Linked DNA regions of Mus musculus: all the other regions are linked to region 1. Evidence: chromatin contacts called from public ChIA-PET, HiChIP or PLAC-seq and promoter capture Hi-C data. All regions are on one chromosome and are shown on one strand. Each heading gives the region's core, a stretch centred on a gene start, on an enhancer-like site or on the middle of the called end of the contact. The rest is flanking DNA. Distances are from core to core; before and after follow the strand shown. Region 1 holds the start of Fuca2 (fucosidase, alpha-L- 2, plasma). Region 2 overlaps Hivep2 (human immunodeficiency virus type I enhancer binding protein 2). Region 3 holds the start of B230208H11Rik (RIKEN cDNA B230208H11 gene). Region 4 has its middle 7.4 kb from the start of Gm40603. Region 5 has its middle 81 kb from the start of Gm51759.

What was found. ChIA-PET counts read pairs in DNA pulled down with a chosen protein or histone mark. HiChIP or PLAC-seq counts read pairs in DNA pulled down with a chosen protein or histone mark. Capture Hi-C pulls out chosen DNA fragments and counts their contacts.
Region 2: a contact with region 1 is called in an RNA polymerase II ChIA-PET map of memory CD8 T cells, with 17 read pairs. The contact joins the enhancer-like site here to the promoter of Fuca2 in region 1. A contact is called at or near these places in 3 of 115 datasets of contacts at active chromatin or transcription factors (large pre-B cells, memory CD8 T cells and microglia).
Region 3: a contact with region 1 is called in a promoter capture Hi-C map of adipose tissue, with 2.2 times the contacts expected there. The contact joins the promoter of B230208H11Rik here to the promoter of Fuca2 in region 1. A contact is called at or near these places in 5 of 39 promoter capture datasets (hematopoietic stem and progenitor cells, hippocampal neurons, liver and 1 more), 1 of 115 datasets of contacts at active chromatin or transcription factors (bone marrow-derived macrophages) and 1 of 9 other capture datasets (adipose tissue).
Region 4: a contact with region 1 is called in an RNA polymerase II ChIA-PET map of memory CD8 T cells, with 5 times the contacts expected there. The contact joins the enhancer-like site here to the promoter of Fuca2 in region 1. A contact is called at or near these places in 5 of 39 promoter capture datasets (the 3T3-L1 cell line, cranial neural crest, hippocampal neurons and 2 more), 2 of 115 datasets of contacts at active chromatin or transcription factors (large pre-B cells and memory CD8 T cells) and 2 of 9 other capture datasets (adipose tissue and liver).
Region 5: a contact with region 1 is called in an H3K27ac HiChIP or PLAC-seq map of T-cell acute lymphoblastic leukemia, with 3 times the contacts expected there. The contact joins the enhancer-like site here to the promoter of Fuca2 in region 1. A contact is called at or near these places in 8 of 39 promoter capture datasets (the 3T3-L1 cell line, the C10 cell line, frontonasal cranial neural crest and 4 more), 2 of 15 datasets of contacts at CTCF or cohesin (the NIH/3T3 cell line and pro-B cells), 1 of 484 Hi-C or Micro-C datasets (bone marrow-derived macrophages), 7 of 115 datasets of contacts at active chromatin or transcription factors (T-cell acute lymphoblastic leukemia, astrocytes, bone marrow-derived macrophages and 3 more) and 2 of 9 other capture datasets (adipose tissue and liver).

The regions. Positions count from the first base shown.
Region 1 is chr10:13,499,765-13,502,651 of GRCm38.p6, reverse strand. It overlaps Fuca2 (fucosidase, alpha-L- 2, plasma), which reads right to left and starts at 1,624. Exons shown (of 7, transcript NM_025799.5): 1 at 1,279-1,624. The coding sequence starts at 1,484.
Region 2 is chr10:14,043,828-14,046,527 of GRCm38.p6, reverse strand. The region is part of intron 1 of Hivep2 (human immunodeficiency virus type I enhancer binding protein 2); the gene reads right to left. Among named protein-coding and RNA genes, the nearest start is that of Hivep2, 79 kb to the right of the region's middle. Within about 2 kb of position 1,312, at least 130 of the 459 cell types and tissues checked have an H3K27ac peak or open chromatin away from gene starts, as enhancers often do. A contact at or near this core is called in memory CD8 T cells and microglia, where this site is marked.
Region 3 is chr10:12,921,792-12,924,607 of GRCm38.p6, reverse strand. B230208H11Rik (RIKEN cDNA B230208H11 gene) reads left to right here and starts at 1,481. Exons shown (of 3, transcript NR_038028.1): 1 at 1,481-2,034. n-TLtaa3 (a tRNA gene) reads left to right here and starts at 1,955; the gene lies at 1,955-2,037.
Region 4 is chr10:14,328,525-14,331,224 of GRCm38.p6, reverse strand. No RefSeq gene overlaps it. Among named protein-coding and RNA genes, the nearest start is that of Gm40603, 7.4 kb to the right of the region's middle. Within about 2 kb of position 1,369, at least 18 of the 459 cell types and tissues checked have an H3K27ac peak or open chromatin away from gene starts, as enhancers often do. A contact at or near this core is called in memory CD8 T cells, where this site is marked.
Region 5 is chr10:14,206,499-14,209,202 of GRCm38.p6, reverse strand. No RefSeq gene overlaps it. Among named protein-coding and RNA genes, the nearest start is that of Gm51759, 81 kb to the right of the region's middle. Within about 2 kb of position 1,357, at least 130 of the 459 cell types and tissues checked have an H3K27ac peak or open chromatin away from gene starts, as enhancers often do. A contact at or near this core is called in T-cell acute lymphoblastic leukemia, adipose tissue, bone marrow-derived macrophages and 2 more, where this site is marked.

The sequences.
Region 1 (2,887 bases), core at 375-2,874:
GCCTTTGCCTGCCTGAGATTAGATTCAAAGCCCTCACAGGCAGCAAGCAGCTTGTCGTCTATCAGACCCAAAGTCACATGCCTACTTCAGAAACATCCCTCACCGCAACCCATGCTGGCTGGTGGATCAGACAGATAATGGGATCTCCTAGTGAAGAGAGAAGCTGGCTTTCAGGTTAGCGATAGTTAAAGAGTGAACAAGTTTGTGTTGCCTGTCTACCGTCATGTGACTATGAAGATACTGTGGGGTAATATATCTCTATTATTGCCCCTTTGCTCTGCTTTGGGTTTTTGATGCTTTAGCATTCAAGGATCTTCACGTCATAGCTGAACCAGGAAGCATTTATTGTAAATTTTCTGATTTTCTTTTTAATTACATGTGTGCGTGTGTGTAGGCGTGTGCATGTGAGGGGGGGGCTTTGGGAGCACGAACCCCCCCCCCCGGAACCAGAATGACCAGATGGTTGTGAGCCTCCCAGGGCGGGTGTGAGGAGTCAGACTAAGGTCCTCTACAAGAGCAGTGTCTTAGTTAAGAGTCTTACTGCTGTGAACAGACATCATGACCAGGGCAGCTCTTATAAGGACAACATTTAATTGGGGCTGGCTTACAGGTTCAGAGGTTCTGTTCATTATCATCAAGGTAGAAAGCATTGCATGGTACAGGAGGAGCTGAGAGCTCTACATCTTCATCTGAAGGCTGCTAGCAGAATACTGGCTTCCAGGTAGCTAGGATGAGGGTCTTAAATCCCACACCCACAGTGACACACCTATTCTAACACGGCCACACTTTCTAATAGTGCCACTCCCTGGGCCGAGCATATACAAATCACAAGCAGTATGGGCCCTTAACCAGTGAGAAATTTCACCAGCCCTTTTGAAAATTCTTCAAATTCTGGGACTGGTACTCCCTCAATCACGCAGGCATTGCCACTGCTATAGGGAGGCCCACCTGCAGAGTGCCTAAGAACTCCGGTGTGAGTTTGTGTGTGTGTGTGTGTGTGTGTGTGTGTGTGTGTGAGAGAGAGAGAGAGAGAGAGAGAGAGAGAGAGAGACAGAGAGACAGAGAGAGAGAGACAGAGAGAGAGAGACAGACAGAGACAGAGACAGACAGAGACAGAGACAGACAGAGACAGAGAGAGACAGAGACTGCCACTGTCTGGGGTGACATAAAGCCCAGTGTGAGTGTGTGTGTGTGTGTGTGTGTGTGTGTGTGTGTGCGCCCGCGCGCGCGCGCGCCCGCGTCCGTGCCCGAGCCCTTTGGGCAAAGGTATGCACTTACCAGAACCATTCACTACCAAAGCTGGGCACGGAGAACACTCCCCAGTGGATAAAGATGCCGAACTTGGCCTGGTCGAACCAGGCTGGCAGCGGGCGTCTGTCCAGAGATTCCCAAGTGGGGTCATAGCTAAGGGCTCTCGTGACCCCCCAAGGCCTCAGGAGCGGCAGCAGCAGCAGCGGCAGAAGCATCAGGAACCCCAGGCGCATGCGCGCCAGCCTGGGATCCTCGGGGGAACCGCCAGTCACCAGGGAAGCCGGGAACCTTCTCTGTCAGCCGCAGAAGCTGCCTAGCGCTGGCCTTCCGGCTTCTGCTAAGTGTACCCTGCTCCTGTCACCTGACCCAGACCGGTTTGGTCAGATGACTACTGTGATCTGGAGTAGGGAGTGGCCAGGAGTTTTAATGAGCTCTGGTTACTTAAGGACCCCAAGAAGGTTGCATTACTCAGGTGCACAACCAAGGAAGTCAGTTTTTGCCCACCCTCCTCATTTTTAACAGCCCTTGGCTCTGTTTCCCAGTCAGATCTGATCTACTTAGCCAAGACGCCCGGTTTGTCTGCTGTGAGACAAAAACCTAAAGGATGGTCTTTGACCCACGACCTCCCTCCCCAAGGACTCCTAACAGAAAACTCTCAAGAGGTCACCTCGACCACCAGGCCCTGGTGGCTTTATGTGTCAGAGCTGTCTGCCCTACCGTGGGACTGGAGCCTGAGACAGGAACTTCGTGGGCTGCTCAGGGCTTTTGAGGAAGCTCCCATGGCTCTCAGCCTTTGGGTCTGCCTCTGCCATCCTCGAATTTGTAGCCGATGAAATCCCAAAGTTTGGGTTCAGCCAATCTGGGTTCGGGTCCAAGATTTTACATTTCTACTCAGGCTCTTGTTATTTCTGACTTTGGTTGTTGGTGGAACAAACTTTTCTGAGAAACTGCGTTAGGAAATAAGGCAATCTTAGTTGAATGAATGTTTAAGAAGTTTGTATAGAAGGAGGGTTTGGGAACCTGCTGGGGTGGCTGAGTGCTTGCCTAGAATGCAATAAAACCAGAGTAGTGGTCAACACAGCAGTGTGGAAACAGAAACAGGAGAATCAGAGTTCAAGGTCATCTTCGACTACATAGAGAGCTACATGAGACGCTGTCTCAAAAATCAGGAAGGAAAAAAAGGAGAGGAAGGAGGGTTGGAGGGAGGAAAGGAGGGAGGGAATGAAAGTACGATCTGGGAGCCGTAGTTCAGTAATAAATGTCCTAGAGCTGTGTGTGTGTGTGTGTGAGAGAGAGAGAGAGAGAGAGAGAGAGAGAGAGAGAGAGAGAGACGGAGACAGAGACAGAGAGACAGAGAGAGACAGAGAGACAGAGAGAGACAGAGAGACAGAGAGAGAGGAACCTTCAGGTAGACTTAAAGAAAAGGAGCCAGTCACTTAGAATAATCATCAAAGTTACATCTTCAGGAACTGTATCCTAAAGTTATTTAAATGCCATTGGCCTAAAGCCGGAATCTCTACTGCTTCCGCTTTGGCAAAACCCTTATCCTTTTGTGGTACATTTCAAATGCCACCTCCTCCAGGATGCTCTGTGCCATAACCACCCCTCCCCCAATAACATCCCACTTCCTCCCAAG
Region 2 (2,700 bases), core at 63-2,562, 540 kb before region 1:
CTCCCCAGATCCACTTAACTGCCCTGGCCAAGCTGCCTCCAAGGAGAGGAAAAAATATCTCCTTAGATCAGAATGGAGACAGGCTTGCTGTACAGTGCCCTTGTGTTAAACCTAAGAGACAGATGCAAGACGCTTACTCCTCTCTCGTGGTAAATAACTCCAACATGACTGATGCTCCACAGAAATCAATAGCAGGGACGATTGCCTTTTTTGGAACTGCCTGGGCAGTCAGCTGGAGAGGGGGCACTGCTAATCCCAGGCATGCTGCCTGGATCATGCACTGAAAACAGGCTTCACAAAAGAGAAGGGCGAGTAGCTTACTTATTAAAGAGACAACTGTAAAGTCTGATACAAACAGGCAAGCGTAAAGCCTCCACTACACAGACCCAAAGCTTGGCTTGGCAACCAAAAAAAAAAAAAAAAAAAAAAAAAAACCCAAAACAAAACAATAAGCAGTTGAAAAAGTCTAGCCCCCCTTCATCCCTGAGATGACACCGCCACTGAGAAACAGTCTGCAGAGAGGGCTGGTGGAGATGGGCTCCCCAGTGACCCAGAACCCACAGCAGGAAGTAGAGGGGAAGCCTCCTCCGCCTGTCTGACACTAACCCAGTGAAAGACTGCAGTGGAGACCATGGGGATTTCTCCTTTTGCTTTGGTTCTGAAGCAGCCTACACTTTCCTCAAGGCCAAAAGTCTAGCTGACAATTGCCTAAATCGTGTTCCCCAAGGTCGTTCCTTTCTGCACTGCCCACCAAGGCAAGGGAATCCATGTGACCTTGAGGAGGATGAAAGTCATTTCTGACCCCACTTTTAATTCTCAACTGATTTAACTGAAACCAGACACTGGGTGCCAACAACGAGAAGTTTAAAACATTGTACATGAAGCTTGGGCTGATGAGCAAGTCACAAAATGATATATACTAACACCCAGTGCTGCCTGTCAACTTAAAAATTAAAATAAAATAAAATAAAATAATGAAGACAGAAACTCTATCAGCTCCTTTACAACAAACAGGCCTGGTTCGTTTACAACTCCTGGAAATAACTCTGGGTCGGTCAAATGTTCTTATTTCATATGTTCTCACCGGCTTTCAGGACTGGGGCACATTGTTTCCCCAAACACCATCCGGCCATAATGACCAGGTTACCACTGATAATTATGCTCGCCTGTCTATAGGTTTGTCAGCTAAATGAATCCACAGACGCCCGTCATAATGAGCAGAATTCAACTTCTGCCACAGCTGGGCTGACCACATCACATTAGGAAAACAAGCTCTTTGCAATAACCAGTTCTGGGCATCACTGGTTAAAAAAGACTAGTTTCCTGTTTTTCTCAAAGACTTCACAATGTGGGTATTGCTATTTTTTACCCCACCCACACTTCTTCTCTTTAATTGCTGAAGATTAGATGCTGTAAACACCTAACCATGGGTAGTGTGTGTGTGTGTGTGTGTGTGTGTGTGTGTGTCTGTGTGTGTCAGGTGGGGTTTGTCCATTCCTAGCCAAGGCCTCACCTTGGCTGAGACAGGACTTGGGGATTCGGCATGAACTTCCCCGCAGCCTCAACTCAGAAAGCTGACCTTGGAGCTGGGCCTGAGCTAGGGAGGTGCTGCAAGCTCTGTGCTAGGTCCTTGTAGCTGACACCAGAAATGGCAGTTTGGGGGAGAAGACCACTTACAAGTGGAATTGCAACTCAGGTTTGCTAAGCAAATCCCACAGTTAAGAGTCTGGTTAAAAAAATAGTTACGAATCTATTTTTAAAAAAAAAAAGCAAGTATGAAATGCCAACCTAGCATCTACTTATAACCATGGAGAGGCGTCCTTCTCCCTCACTGGAAAAGGCTGCTTTCTTTTTCCAGGGACGTTTAAGGACATGTTTAAGGTACAAAACAGCATGGCTGCTCTGCTTGACCCCCACCACCTCAGTCAAGACCCTGTTCTAAAGTCAATTCCTCCCAGACCCTCCACAAACTTACAGGGGGCGTGTGTGTGCACGGAAGCACATAGCTGCATTTGTGCATCCCTGTCTGTCTGTCTGTCTGTCTGTCTGTCTCTCTCTCTCTCTCACACACACACACACATACACACATACACACACACACACACACACACACACACACACACACACACACACGTGAATGAGAAGGATGATCTGTGTCTGCCTCCTGGGGGAGTGGGGGAGGGGTGCAACAGAATGTGTGCATCACTGAAGCCAGCAGCCCCCCAGGCTGAGCCTAGGTAACAGCAAGCAATGGGTGAGTACTTCCTGAGCACTCAGCCCGGCCTCCAGCCTCCCACTCCGACTTCCGATGACCTGTGTCTCCCCTCCTCTGCCTACATTCTGGTCACCACGTCTCTGGAATCCCTCATCCTGCGTTCCTTTGCATCTGCCTTTCTCACAGACCAAGAGCTCTGAGAGGTTGCATGCGGCAATAGCCGCTCAGCAAACACCGGATGATCTGTGACAGGAAAGTCACTTTTGACTGACAACTTTGGAGTTAGTCAAGTACACAATCTATTTTTTTTTTAAATCTGGAAGAAAAAAGTCACAATTAGGAACAGATTTCTGCCTATAGCTCCTTGATCTAATATTGCGACTTTGAAGCTGTTTTTCTTTAAAACTTTTAAAATGTTTTCTTTAAAAGTCAATGAAGACAGGGGACTCCAGGGGAAATTAAAATCTTCGTTTTGAAGGAGTGAG
Region 3 (2,816 bases), core at 232-2,731, 580 kb after region 1:
ACATCTCTTCCCAAGGAACCCAAGGATTACTTGCAACTCTGATTAAAAACTAACTTGTGTTCCAGACCCATCCCTGAACTGAGGCCAGAAAACGGAAATGCAATCGTCTAGAGCACCAGAAAGAATATTTCTGAGAAGAACCCTCCGGTGCAAAGCTGGGTTGGTGGAGAAGTTCTGCAGCCCCGGGCAACAGCAGCAGTGCAGGCAGGGGGCTTCCTTTAGTTGAGCAAGTCTGCAAGAGATCTCTATGGCCTCATTCAAAATGAGGATAGGAACGCCTACATTACAGTTATTAAGAAAATTAACCGAGCCCCTGAAGAGTGGTACTCACTCTAAGCCTTTAACCCTGACATTTAGGAGGCAGAGACAGACAGGTCTCTGTGAGTTTAAGGACAGCCTGGTCTATATAGAGAGTTCCAGGACAGCCAGAGCTACATAGTGAGACCCTATCTCAAAAAAAAAAAAAAAAAAAAATCAAGCTAGACAAAACTGTGTGTAGGGAGCTTAGAGCAATGCTTGGGTTATAGAGTGCACATGTTCTCATGTTCTCATTTGCATTTAACACCCATTGCGTGCAGCTTCAGGCCTCTCTCTGATCACCTGGTGAGGTAATCACCCCATGTTACTGACCCCATGTTACATTCCACAGGCTGCCTCCAGACTCTAGCACAGTGTCCGCACAGAGAACAAGGCCTGAGGACCTAGGCTCTCTGGTGTACTTCTCTGAGTGCTTACCCTGGATGCCCTAAAGGTACTATTGAGGAACATGGTCAGGCAAAGGTCAGTGGAGTTCCCGCCATTGGGAGATAGACAGGAGCTGTCTGGATGCTAGAGTAGAGTTCCTTCGTAAGGAGTCCGGTCAGACTTAACCAGGACTCAAGAGAACCAAAAGCTGGGTGTTCCCTGGGGGTCACAGAGCTGTGAGAGATGGTAGAGCAGTTGGATCATTACAGTGAAACTGAGAAAATGTTTGAGGGAGCCACTGGGAGGTCTGAAACAGTGGGGCACTTTGTGAAACAGTGCATCCTAGGTTTACAGTCAAAGACTGAAGCCACCAGACCTGTATAAACCAAACATGGGGGTGGGTTAGGGGAGAGGGACAAGGTGGGACAGCCAGAGCAAGGCTCAGCCACCAGCTCCCTGCCTGCAGCTGCAGAAACACCTAGCCTGAACCCTGGGGTAGAGCCAAGGTTTTGAGGAACAGCCGAAGTAATGCAAATAAACCGCTGTACCCTAAATTGCTTTTTGTTGTGGGTGTTTTGTCCCAACAACAAAAGGGGAGCTAAAACAGGAGACAAGTTAAAACAAGAGTTTGCCCTCTAGGGGAGCTGTAGGGGTGGCAGGAATCCAGGAGGTCTTGACCCTGCATTTGAAGCAGAGCAAAGGGGACAGTGTCTACACAACCAGGGAGGGGGTGGGGGATTGGGCCACACTGCCCTGACCACACAGCTTTCTCCGGAACCTCCTCTTTCTCCGGAACCTCCTTCCGGCATGTGGTAACACTGGCGAGGAAGGAAAGCCGCGCGCGCACAGGTGCCGGGCCCCGGGAACCTATTCGATTTAGAAGAAACACACTGATGGTTGCCCTGCGGACCCGTGCCTACACCGCCCGAGGGACCCCTCCCACCTCCGCTCCGGAGCCCAGAAGTTAGCTGTGGAGTTTGTTTGTCGCGCCCGCGCACCTACAGTGAGCAAGGAGAGCCGGCGCCCGCCGGCCCAGAGCTCTGTCCCGCTCTCTGCTCCTGCAGTTCCTTCGCTGCCGCCGAGATCTCGGGGCGACAGTGAGCGGCGGCGGCGGCGGCGGCGCGAAACCCCGGCGGCAGTCTCCGAGTCTCTGTAGCCGGGTCGGGAAAGCGCCGCGCAGCCTGCGCAGAAGCATCCTCGAGTAACTGGGGAAAATGAGGACGGTATTGTGAGCTTTGTAGGAACAGCAAAGAGAAGAGAGCACGCCTGCACCAGGATGGCCGAGTGGTTAAGGCGTTGGACTTAAGATCCAATGGACATATGTCTGCGTGGGTTCGAACCCCACTCCTGGTAAAGTTGCTGTTTTGTTCCTTGCCGCGGTCTGTCAGTTGTTTTTAGGTCCAGAGCTTTTGGAAATTTAGAAGTCTTATTTCAGTTGAAAGAAATGTTCTTTAATCCTTAATAGGGCGCTGCTACAAGGCAGCCCAATTTCCCGCAGTGAAGCGACCGTGTCTCCAGGAACCGACCTGAGCCAGGCGGGAAGAGGCTCCCCGGAGAGGTCTGGTATTGGCTAACTTTTTGCAAAAGTACTTTTGCACAGAAGAAAAAAGAAAAAAAAAAAAAAAAAAAAAACAAGTCCGCTTTTGCCTTTCCTCTGTCCGCTCCCCACCCCCTTCTTTTTTCTTCCTTTCCCTTTGTTTTCTTTCTTTCCTTTCTTTTCATTTCCCCCCCCCTCAAAGTTTAACGTGTTCACATGCAGTCTTTCAAAAATGTACCATTTGACCATGAAGACCCAGAATTTGAAATATTTTCGATTTTTATCTTCTCCTATTTTCTTTGGGTTTTTTTGTTTTGGTTTGGTTTGGTTTGGTTTGGTTTTTGGTTTCTCGAGACAGGGTTTCTCCGTGTAGCCCTGGCTGTCCTGGAACTCACTTTGTAGGCCAGGCTGGCCTCGAACTCTCAGAAATCCTCCTGCCTCTACCTCCCAAGTGCTGGGATTAAAGGCGTGTGCCACCCTATTCTCTCCAAAAGTGTTTTTTATCAAAGCAGTCCAAGATCTTAAACACATTTTGTAGGCGTGGCTCAAGGAACTCCCCAGCCTTTTGAATAAGTTGAGACACTGATTAAATAAA
Region 4 (2,700 bases), core at 120-2,619, 830 kb before region 1:
CCTCAAGATGCTGAACTGTGAGTGGACCACAGCATTACTTTCTATAGCAGGTAGGTGAAGACCAGGAGGTGGCTAATTTCCTGGCATCTTTATTCATTTTTCAAATGCCACCAAACAGTGTCATTTTCTCAGTTTGTGTGATTTGAAAAAGAATCTCGAAGCTCCAATTAAGCTTGTAATGGATTTGACTATTCTGTCCCTGACTTCACAATGTGTTGGAGTTGGGGCAAGGTGCCAGTCACCTCTTAGAATCCATTATCTCTTGGCATTATCTCTGAGCTTGCTGACTCTGACCACATGCAAACCTTCAGTCTTCGTTTATTTTTTGGTTGCTATGATAAAATATGATAAAGAGCATCTAAAAATAGAGTTAATGTGGCTCGAAATTCCAACTTATAGCCCACAATGGCGAGGAAGACATGGTGGCAAGGAGCTTCAGAGACCTGGTCATAGTCACTTACTATCAATAATAGAAGGAATGAATTAACAGCATGAATGCTAGAAATCAAGCTACCCTCTCCATTTTATATAGTGCAGACTCTCCAACCCAGTGAATGGCCCTGCTCATAATTAAGCTGGTTCTTCCCAGATCAACTAAGAGTCTCCCTAATAAGTACGCCCAAAAGCTTGACTTGTCGATGTGGAATTACAGTCAGTGCCAACCAGCCTAACTTCACCACAGTCAACTTGCCATGCAAACATATCACTTTTAACCCATACCCTGCAACCTTTGTTCCCATAAGCTCATCACCATCTTAATGCATACATACATACATACATATGTATACATATATACATATATGTCTATATACATATATATGTGAGCTTGTGCAGAATGAAAACTGAGTTGCATGTCTCTAGAAAATAATGGCAGAGAGCAAGAAGCACTGTTGTAAAATCAAAGCATAACAAGAAACTATAAAATGAAACAGAACGAAAATCTACCAGGGCAAACACCAAATCCTTCAGCTTCATGTTTAGAATCTGAGGCTTATGACATAGCCAAGCAGTCTCCAAAAGACCTGTGTAGCCCACTCCTCCAACTCTGCTATCCATAGCACATGGTGCTCTCTTAGGCTTAGGCCAGCTCCACTCTATACCTGTAGCCCTCCTTAGTGGATGTTCTAAGGTCCTATAAGGTCCTGGCATCTCCAGTATCCTGGGGTCTCCACTGAAGTTTGGGCTTCACTTTCACAGCGTCACAGACGGTCTTTTCAGGACCTCACTGAAGAGAGTCAAATCCTGTTACACAGTACTTGACTGGCTCACATCTGCCATCCATGAAGACCTCAACATTATAGCTCTGCCTTCAAAACCAGTACTATGTAGATGTCATCGTCACGTTCTGCTGCCAACTCAAGGTGTAGCCTGCCTGTGTGCCTTAGATTAGATCTGAAACAGCCTCTGTGTGCTAGGCTTTCTTTCCTGTTGTCTTAGTGCAGAATGGGAGGTTTCTCTTTAATGGCACCAATCGCTTTGACAGGTAAGATGCCTTGTTGACTGCACTCCACGTGTCTGAAACTTCAACTTTCCCCAACACCTTTCTCTTATTAAACAAGTTAGCCCTTGAACCTTACATCCAATTTCATTTAAATTCTCAGTGCACTGGAATAATGAATCTGGATTATTGCTCAAATAGCACACTGAATGGTCCTTTTCCCAGTTCCGAACACGGTCCTTCTGACCCTCTGAAACCTGCTGTGCTCGAGCTCCACTGTTCCTGTACTTCTCAACATCACTGTCGGGAAAGCTTCACGTAAAATGGCCCACTAATCTCTGCTTCCATCATTCAAACACTCTTAGAAGGTTCAGAACTTCTAGCCTCAAGTTCCAAACTCCTCCCACAAACATTCCTCCCACAAAGCAGTTCCCAAAAAAACTTCTTTGTCCTTTGGACCTGTAGTCCAGTTTAGAATAGCAATGGCCCTACTTCTTGGAACCGATTTCTGTCTTAGTTTCTTTTCCTGTTGCTATGACAACTTATTCTGACAAAGCAGTGTTAAGGAAGAAATGCTTTATTTGGCTCACAAGCCTGGGTGATAGTTCATCACAACATGCAAGTCCCAGCAGTAGAGTATTCAGATGGCTGCTACACCATGCTCACAGATATGCTCAGTGAAAGTGACAGTGAAGGCATAGTTGTGTCTGGTGGTGGTGGTAGTGACATCTGGACTACACTCTCTCTCTCTCTCTCTCTCTCTCTCTCTCTCTCTCTCTCTCTCTCTCTCTCTCTCTGTTATATCCTCAGGAGACAGGAAGTTGTATTCGAAGCAGTAGTTTTTGCATTTCTCTCACATGTGGTTCAAGAGCCACCCACCAAGAGTTGTTCGTTTCTATGGGAAGCCACTGAAAAGAAAATCCTTGTGACAAGCAGATGCATGATTTGCCCTAACTCATAAAGAACCAAATACTATAAGATACACAGTATATAAAGCAGTCAATGTAGTGTCAGCTCAGATTTAATGATCCAGGAGAAACCGATTTTCAATATTATCCTAGAGAGAATAACTGTAAAATGATTACTAATAGTCTGTATATATTAATTAATGCTAGAAATTGTTACAGCGGCAGTTATCCTTAACCTGCTATTGTCTAAATAAAAGATTCAGAGACCTTTTAGATTTATAACAAGCGTTGTAGCACTACAGGTGGGCAGATATAACTCCTCTAAGCTATCTTGTCTGCTTCCCTGCCAAAATC
Region 5 (2,704 bases), core at 108-2,607, 710 kb before region 1:
ATTTTATTTTTATGAGTACACTGTAGCTCCCTTCATGCATGCCAGAAGAGGATATCGGATCCCATTACAGATGGTTGTGAGCCACCATGTGGTTGCCGGGAATTGAACTCAAGACCTCTAGAAGAGCAGTCAGTGCCTTTAACCACTGAGCCATCTCTCTAGCCCATCTCCTAAGTCCATGGAGTAATGTTGTTTATTCCACAGTGAAGGGACAAGCATGTGAGTAAATGAATGTAGAGAATTTTAAATAGTGTTTCAGTATATCATTTTAAGAGAGCACTTATTAAATAGTAGAGACTCAATAAGTACTGCATTTTGATAATTCAACGAGTCATATATTTTTGATGAGCCGAAGTCATCTTCCCTGCATCTGGGTAAAGTATTCAGTAACAGACAAGAAGAACTCAGTCTCTGTTTAGATGAAAATAAAATATAGCACTTTGTCCTATATTTTAACCTGAAAATTGTTATTAATTTATCCATAACTTGCTTTGAGAAGTGCACAAATGTTCAGCGATTCCTCTGTATTTGAAAGCTCCAAGAATGACATCAAAGTATATTTTTAACACTGTAACATAGAAAAAGTTGGCTGTCTGCTATGGCCCCTGCTGAGGGTCTCTCTCCTGACTGGGATCAGGAACAAACACTGTCTTTGTGTCATCCAGGTTGACAGGGAGGCTGCAGCGGACTCTCACCTTGTCCGAGACCTCTAGCCAAATGCCTTCCCTGTTTCTTCTCCCTGTGCTCTCTGCAGAGGAGCTAACTTCAAAATTGCATCAGCCGGCTCGGCTCACTGTTATTTCAAAGTGATGCTCACACGTGAGAAAGAAGCCTGTGGCAAGCCTTTCAAAGTACTAAAACTGTGACTCACTGCCAGACAGAAAAAAAAAGTCTTCTTTGCACACACACACACACACACACACACACACACACACACACAAGCCATAACACGCTACTGCTAAAATTAAAATTAATTTTTTTCTCAAAACAGGCCATCCATGGCTACACATCAGTAATAACATTACAACTTAAACCTTAACAAAAAGAGTCTAATTTTCCAGTGGATTCGGGGAAGAACATTAGATAATACTTAATAGCAGGAGCAAAACAGAGATGTTCCCTGAAAAGTGATTTAACTGGGTGATGTCATGGAGTTATGAGGGAAGGGTAGTCTGGCTTTCTTGGCAATGTGAGCTTCAAATGAAGTTTGGAAGTAATTTAAAAAAAAATGTTGTTCCACAAAAATGTATCAGTCATATAATTCAGAAAAGCCGTGACTTTGCACTTAGGAAAGACTGTCTCCTCTCTCTACTTCATCTCCAGAGCTGATTCTGTCACTTAAATAGAAACCACAGGCCTTGCTTGACACATGCTACTCCGACTCTCACTTCCTGTTTCATAACAAACTACTCCCCCTCCCTTCTGGGAGCTTGCAATCTGTCCCAGAAGCCGCAGATGTATGATACAATGAAGCAAAAACTGAGGGAGAGCAATTAGTCTGAGGACTAAAAGAAAAAAAAAAAAAAAACTGTTTCTTTGTCTTCCTTCCATCCGGGTAGTTGCTGAAGATCGGAGAAAGCAAGGAAAGATCAATATGCATCTCCAACATGTCAAAATAGGTTGAAAAATGAAACATTCATTCGGCCTCTCGCTTGTTTATGTTTGTAGTGCATGTTTGGTAGCTGAATTGGTCCCTTTGGATATTGTCAAGTGGGGCTTGAAGGAATAATGAGCAGACACTTATTTTAAAGAGCAAACAGCAGTGTAAGAGGAGAAGCAAAAATAGCAGAGCTGGAGAGTGGGTTCTATGAGGTGGAGTATGACAGAGTCTAACTCGCTTCTCATCCAGCTGAGAGCGCTTCCTAAGGACACCACCCAAAGAGCCATGAAGCTGGAAAGGGCAGGCATTTGCATCCTCAGCCAGAGCTTCTGATTGACAGCCCACTTACCCGAAAGCATCAGGAGGCTTTGGGAAGTGTGCCCACATTCAGCCAAGATCAAGCCTTTTTGGATATAAGCATATATAATGAGGTGCATGAGCAAGGAATCTTAAAGCAAGGTGGTAAGTGGATTCAACATTAACCATACTGTTTATCCACTTTAAACAGAGTCAGAAAGGAAAGTTCATTGAGGGGCTGGGGAGATTGCTTGGTCAGCAAAGTCCTGCTCCTCAGGCGTGAGGATCTGAGTTGCATCCCCAGAATCCAGGGAAAAAAAAGCAGGGTATAGCACACACTTGTAAACACAGTGTTGAGAAGGTCCCTACTGCTCCCTAGGTCAGCTTAGTAAATAACAGGATCCTCGTGAAAGTGAGAGACCAAAGGAGGGTGTCTTAGTCAGGGTTTCTATTCCTGGACAAAACATCATGACCAAGAAGCAAGTTGGGGAGGAAAGGGTTTATTCAGCTTACACTTCCATACTGCTGTTCATCACCAAAGGAAGTCAGGACTGGAACTCAAGCAGGTCAGGAAGCAGGAGCTGATGCAGAGGCCATGGAGGGATGTTCTTTACTGGCTTGCTTCCCCTGGCTTGCTCAGCCTGCTCTCTTATAGAACCAAGAGTACCAGCCCAAAGATGGTCCCACCCACAAGGGACCTTTCCCCCTTGATCACTAATTGAGAAAATACCCCACAGTTGGATCTCATGTAGGCACTTCCCCAACTGAAGCTCCTTTCTCTGTGATAACTCCAGCTGTGTCAAGTTG